Regions from separate parts of the Sus scrofa genome. Here region 2 is linked to region 1. The links are chromatin contacts, called in public Hi-C maps. All regions are on one chromosome and are shown on one strand. The core of a region is the stretch at or near the end of the contact, and the rest is flanking DNA. Distances in the headings are between cores, read along the strand shown.

Evidence for each region. A called contact is a pair of places that touch in the nucleus more often than the background predicts.
Region 2: a contact with region 1 is called in a Hi-C map of fetal heart ventricle, with 4 times the contacts expected there. The contact joins two enhancer-like sites. A contact is called at or near these places in 3 of 47 Hi-C or Micro-C datasets (embryonic fibroblasts, fetal heart ventricle and heart right ventricle) and 1 of 2 datasets of contacts at active chromatin or transcription factors (skeletal muscle).

Annotation. Positions count from the first base shown.
Region 1 is chr15:66,063,535-66,066,976 of Sscrofa11.1, reverse strand. The region is part of intron 3 of TANC1 (protein TANC1); the gene reads right to left. Among named protein-coding and RNA genes, the nearest start is that of TANC1, 150 kb to the right of the region's middle. Within about 2 kb of position 1,741, at least 4 of the 83 cell types and tissues checked have an H3K27ac peak or open chromatin away from gene starts, as enhancers often do.
Region 2 is chr15:66,161,482-66,164,923 of Sscrofa11.1, reverse strand. It overlaps TANC1 (protein TANC1), which reads right to left. Exons shown (of 26, transcript XM_021074763.1): 25 at 3,205-3,305; 26 at 1-2,543. The coding sequence ends at 1,121. Among named protein-coding and RNA genes, the nearest start is that of WDSUB1, 76 kb to the left of the region's middle. Within about 2 kb of position 1,488, at least 13 of the 83 cell types and tissues checked have an H3K27ac peak or open chromatin away from gene starts, as enhancers often do.

The DNA.
Region 1 (3,442 bases), core at 492-2,991:
CTTATCCATATATAAATATGCATGGGGGGAAAGACTGGGGAGAGAAGAGAAACAAGGATATTTGCTGTGAAGAAGACAACAATTAGGAAGAAGGGTCTTCATAGGGTAAGCAGAAATGGACCCAGGACAAAGACAAGAACCTTCTACACTCTTGGTTCCCGAACCTACTCCCTACGGCGGAAGAGATCAAGGGCATCTGTTCTTCTCCATCTAAAGGACCCAAGGGAGCTAAAGCCTTTTATGATTATTGTCCAATGATTCAAACTGCCCCAACCAGCAACCATGCACTTTCTGCTCCCCTCAACTCTTTAGGGTATATATAGTAACACCAAATCTAAAGAGATCTACTTCCAGGCTCCAATCTACCTCCAATCCTACCCCACATCCTTCAAATGTTCTCTAATAGTAAGCACTCTCTTAAAATGTGGGCTATTTCACAAGGATGTATAATGGTTGTTAGGAAAGGCTGGAACATCGAACCCCTAGGTCACTGAGAGCCTTCAGAAAGCATCTATGCCCAACTGCTTGTCTATAACTGTTCTAGTCAGAGGCTGACCACTTGCTGTAAGAAACACTCAACATTGAGTAATGGTGTTAAGAGCAGAGCCTCAGGAGCTGGGCAGACCTAGGTTCAAATATGGCCCCCTTCCTCCCCAACTTGGATCTCAGTACGTCCCAGAGCTGAAAGATGAATCAGGGAGCCTTCAGCTCTAAGGGGAAAATCCAGGAGAGCAGAGGCCAGGTTGCTCTGGCTCCCAGCCCTGGCACAGTGCCTGACACAGGGAACAGTGAGGCTGGAAAGGAAAGGAGACCCAGAATGCAACAAAGTCATTAACACTGTATTCAGTGGTCACACTACGCTAAGCATGTATGTACATTCATTGTTTCAACCCCAATAATTTTGAGAGAAAAGCACCATTTCCCCCATTTTTAGGTCAGGAGGCTGAGGATCAAATCAGTTAAACAATTTGCTCATGGCTCATGCATGAGCAAGAATTCAACCAGTTCTGTCGTCAGTGCAGGTTTGAAACCCATATATTGAATTCACCATTCAGCACTTATAAAACAAGAAATCAGGATTAAACAGGCGATCCTAGAAAATGCCAGGGCACTGGAACCTTCCACCACCCAATCCACAGGCGGGGCAAATCTTTTATTCATTCTTATTTGTCTCTGATCTCCTCTTTTACTAGGAGTTGAGATATTACGGAGTGAATATAAACCAGTGCTCTCCAACATGCTCCTTTTATATAAATTGCTTTTCACAAACAGCTGAATCTCAAATGCTATAAAGCCAGATAAATTTATAACTGGAGAGGTTTTATTCTTTCCCCTCTCAATCGCTCGTTAGAGAATCTTTGGGCACTTTCCATTAAACACAGCAGATGAATGCTCGTTTGCCCTCACTCCCTTTCAAAACACCATTAAAGCTGCAGTAAAGGGATTTAAGAGAGACCAGTGGGGAAAGAAGACAACCACAGGCAAGAAACCAAACTTCTGAAAGTGGAAACAGGTTGCCAAGGAGCGTGGACTGAACACAGCAGAAAAAGCTTCGGGGGGGGAGGGGGAGAAATGGCAGGGAGAGAGGACTGAGCCTCGCACATAACAGACACCTCTGAAGGCAGGAGCATAGGGTAGAAAGCTCCTGAAGATAGACTAAGACCCCCAGAACCCTTTCCTAGCCAGGAAGCATTCCCTCCTTCTACCAGAAGCAGACTTTTTCCCTGGAAAGGGTGAATTTCAAACCCAAACTCTCGAGTGCTACACTCAAACACTGGGATTAAGACACATTCTCCATGCAGGAGTTCCCGTTGTGGCTCAGCAGAAATGACATCTGACTGGCATGCATGAGGACAGGACGCAGGTTCGATCCCTGGCCTTGTTCAGTGGGTTGAGGATCTGGCGTTGCTGTGAGCTGTGGTGTAGGTCGCAGATGTGGCTTGGAACCCACGTTGCTGTGGTTGCTGTGGCTCTGGTGTACGTCAGCAGCTACAGCTCTGATTCGACCCCTAGCCTGGGAACCTCCATATGCCACTGGTGTGGCTCTAGAAAAGATGGGAAAAAAAAAAAAGAAGAAAAGAAAAGAAAAAAACATTCTATGTGCAGATGCATGTGTCCCAGATGCATCTCTCCACACACCCCCACCCCTACCCCAGGCTGTGAACACGCTGACAGCAAGCTTGCAGGAAGGGATTAGAGGATCCCTCTCTGGGAGAAAAGACCTATAAAATCACATTTGAGGACGGGCCCCCAAAGAAATGGTGGATTCCTGATGAATCACACCACTACAAAGGCTGCCCTCAACACACACACACACACACACACACACACACACTTACACACAGCTCCCTTTCAACCAGATTTATTTTTAAACACAAACCAGGATCACAGATAGTGGAGGAAAGACCCTACCCTAAAAGAAAACAGCCAAAATAGGTTAAAAAAGGAACCCTGAGGAATCAGAGTAAACCGGAGAAGAACTACTGTTTCCATTGCACAGGAGGCTCTATGACAAAGGGTGTCCAGAGTCCATGAGCTGACCAGAGGGACCACAAGACAGGACAACTGGCAGCCCCACCAGTTAGGAGCCACTGATGTTACACTAAGCCACCATCTATTAAACCACAGTGACACTGAGTTCTATGCTGCTGAAATGAAAAACTCCTCAACGAAGTAGCCAAATTTTTGCAACAACGGAGGTCAAAAGTGAAAAACTCATCCCCCAACATCCCCTTACTCAGGAGAAACGACTGCCCAGCACCTTTCTGCACACAGCTTTTTGTTTAAAATGAAATGCTCAACATTCCCAAGCATGAGCCACCTTAAAGTAAAATAACTTCCCTCCTTTACGTAAACCAAGTGTTATCAGGTCAATCCCCGAAAATTAACCAGAATCCAATACGACAATAATAATTACCCATAAAGTATGGAATGTGGCTACTGACTGTTTAAGGCAAGAGGCTCTTAAAAATAAGACTGTAAGGTATTATCTTGAAATGGGCTCGTCTAGCTGCTCTGCCTCCCAACCACCACTGGGCAGCTCAACAAGGCACTGGTATAAAGCACTTTTCAGACCTAACTGGGCATAAGGACCCCCTGGGAGTCTTGTTAAGATGCAGACTCTGATGTACTTACCAGGTGTGGCTGGGACCACAGGCCATACCTTGAGAGAAAAGTATCAAAGTATGCAGAGCACAGGCCACCTCAGGTGGGACCTCTAAGGAAGACCACCCTTCTGCCAGGGTCTGAGCAGAGTCTCTGTCCCATGGGTGGGACACCAACTTGCCCAGTTTGCAAGGTTTAAGATAAATGAGGACTGTTCTTGATCAACCAGTTCTACCTTTAGACGGCACAGGGAACTACATCCAATCTCCTGGGATAAGCCATGATGGAAAAGAATACAAAAAAGAATGGATAGGTATGTGTAACTGGGTCACTTTGC
Region 2 (3,442 bases), core at 239-2,738, 98 kb before region 1:
CTTGGCTATTTCCTATGTACAACATGTGACTATAATAATTGTATAATAGAACAAAAGCAACAACTGACCACACCCTAAGTATCCAAATTAAATACTGTCCTTAAAGGACCTTGGAAGGCTTGGTCCAGGAGTGCCATCATTGATAAAAGCAGTTTGGGAACCAGTTGAGAGCTAATTTACATGTCACCGAGAATGCTATATTCCTAGTATTTAAGTCTAAATTCAACTTAACCACCCGTCATGATTCCAAACGGTTTGTACTGTTTCCAAATATTAAGAACACCTTGAAGTAGGAATATAGTTCCAAGAGGGGCTGTTAAAATATTTTTAATGAAAACCATAACAGAAGTTAAACATAAGCTATGAAGGGAACAATACTTGGATGTTCTCATATTTTGCTTGAAAAACAAACAAGCTATGTAACATTTACGGCTTGCAGGGGAGGGGGGGGAGTGATGTGACTCCTCAATGGAAGTGTAACTTGAAAATTCCATCTTTGGAAGTTCCCATTGTGGCTCAGTGGAAACACACCCAACTCGTATCCTTGAGGATGTGGGTTCAGTCCCTAGCGTCGCTCAGTGGGGTAAGGATCCAGCATGGCATGGCTGGCAGCTATAGCTCCAATTCGACCCCTACCCTGGTAACTTCTATAGGCTGCACCTGCGGCCCTGGAAAAAAAAAAAAGAAAAAAATTCCATGTTTTCTATAACACAACACCTGGATATTATAGCATGAGTTAAACCTATCACTAGACATTTACATTCTCTAAGAAATAATATGATCTTACCACATAGCAAAGGCTAGGAGAAAAATGATAAAAACCAAACAATTTCATAAGAGAAAAGCATGGGTTAATGTCTTCTTGGCTGTGTTAGGTTTTTAACATAATAGACATTACTCTGGTTTCCAATTCTGGTTAGCATTCTTATTTCTGGTGACATCTATCTATTTATCAAAGAAATTTAATCCCACGTTTTTAATATATCACTGGCATCTGATCCACCCCTGGGGGGAAAAATACATAGCTAAAAAGTAATTTTCCTCATGAACAATCATTTAATCACCACCAGAAGCCAACACACTGTTTTCCCAAATACTACAAATGGGTCTCTCTTAAGGCTCACACATTTGATTCTATAAATGATCGCTTTGGTTTTCCTGAAGGGAGGTGACTCCTGTGGGCTTCATTGCTGATATGAGGCTGCTGTTTGGAGATACTTTCCTGATACAGATGAGAAACAGTCTTAGTTATCCTGCTGTCTTGACAGTGGACAGGAATTTGGCACTTCTTTTCTTCTAGCTCCTTTGCCTGTGCCCCATTGTGGACACCTGCAGCCAGGGTAGAAACAGAACAGGTTTTGGCTTGGCTACTGTATCCTCCTGCTTGTTTAAGAGAGGGCTTCTCTGTGTTCGAGGACTGCAGGCCAGCTGCAGAAGGTGAGTTTGTCAGCAGCCCTTCTGGCACTGCACAGTGCCAGGCGCGGCTAGGAGGATGGCCCTGCTGCTGGAACCTCGCGGTCTTATCCATGATGCCCATGAACGGAGTGTTGCGTGGTCTGTGCTCGGCTGTGCCGCTCGGAATCTGGTTCCCAACCTTGTCTTTAATTCGAGCATCTGGCCCTGGGACCTTGAAGCCATCTGAAAAACTGCTGCTTGAAGCCAAACTACTGGTTGAACTTGACATCTTGATGCTGCTTGACGGGGAACCGGAAGAGCCTGAGCTGGTGAGGGAGGCTGGGTGACGCACGTCGCTGCAGCTCACGTGCCCTCCTGGGTTTAGAGGGGCCACATCCACAGCCACAGCAGCGTGAGGCAGAAGCCTGTCTGCAGTTTTTATCTTGCTTGGTAAAGGGCATGTGGCGTCACTCTCACTGGCTTGTTGCTGGACGCTGTGGCTGGGCCCTGGCCGATCTCCAAAGTGGCTAGAAGCAGCTCCCACAGTGAAGGGACCTGCTCCCTCCAGATGCTGGTTTCTGCTACCAGGGAGCCTACCTGGCATGGGACTCGGGGGAGGATTCTGAGAGGGGACCGGCATTTTCGAGCTGCCATTTCTCATGCTTAATGGTCCAGATCCCAGGTGCTGGCTGGTTTTCACGATCTGAGCCTGCCTGCTGGGCTGTACAGTCAGCCCCGGCTGAGCCACCGGCTCCCTGGGGGGCTTGCAGATTCCGGGCCGATTCTGTGGCGATGCTGGCCTGATTTTGGACTGTAGCCCTTCTTGAAGGTTTCGGATATAAGGGGAGGGGGCAGATGAGGACGGCTGGGACCTTGGAGCCAGGGGAACGGATTCTTCCTGCGGGGAAGTTTCTTCCTCTTCAGCCTCCTCAAGATGCAGGGGGTCGCTCAGGCCGGGGGCTGGGGTGTCCTCTTCATTGTCCGAGTCGGTGGGCGGAGCTGGCTGCGGGCCCTGCTGCTTTTGCTGCTGACTCCTCTGGAGCTGCTTGCATTCCTCCTCTACGCGGGCCAGGAGTCTCCTGATCTCCTGGTTGGTGGGGCAGAGTTTCACAGCTTCTCGCAAGTCAGCCAGGGCGGCTACAAACTGCCTTTATGTTAAAACAGAAGATGCAATTACAAGCCGTGTGAGAACAAGCTCTAATGTAAGTGGTCATAAAGCTGCTGTGCTAAAAAGAGCAGGGAGCCAAGTGGGTACTGCACACTTACTGTGGCGGCTGGCACCCAGTGAACTAGCTTAGAGTTACTCAGCTGAGTGGGAGCGAATTCTAACCTATATCTGCTACTCCAGGGCCCTGCTGTCTCTCTGAAGACCCCTGGGCTGGGGTGAGACCAGGCCTAAGGCAGTGGTGTCAAAATCCTCTTCCTATCGCCTTCACCATCCCTCTCACCACATCCATCTGCACCTCAAGTCCTAGTGACTCCTCCCTGCTTCCCCCCCCACCCCCACCTCCTGCTTCCCTCGTGGCTCTAGTTGGCAGGCTCTCTGACAGCCAGACTAAGCTAGGAACTTTATGTGGCAGTAAATGTCAACTGTAGTGGAGGGGAGGAATAGTTACTGAGATGTCTGCAGAAAATCAAAGTTTAGCCATTGCTAATAATATCCATGGCTGTGCCTCTTGGAAGCTACCAATTCAGCAATACAAGGGAGGAGAGGCACTGCATCAGAAGCCCACAAAAGTCAAGCAGCAGCTCTGATGCCAGAGGAAGGCAGGAAGGCTTCTCCAGTCGAGTATCTGCCCCTGCTGGTACCTGCTACTCCTCTTTGCTCTCGCCCTGGCATAAAAGGCTTCGTAGGACTTTGGTTTCAATTCGAGAGCCTTGGAAGCAAATTCTTCCGCCATGCCGAAGTCCTGGTATCAACATTGAAACATACGAGTCAGAAGCAGCACTGAAACATGATTACAGGCAAGGTTTTTTTTTTTTTTTTTTTTTCTTTTTGCCATTTCTGGGGCTGCTCCCACGGCATATGAAGGTTCCTATGCTAGGG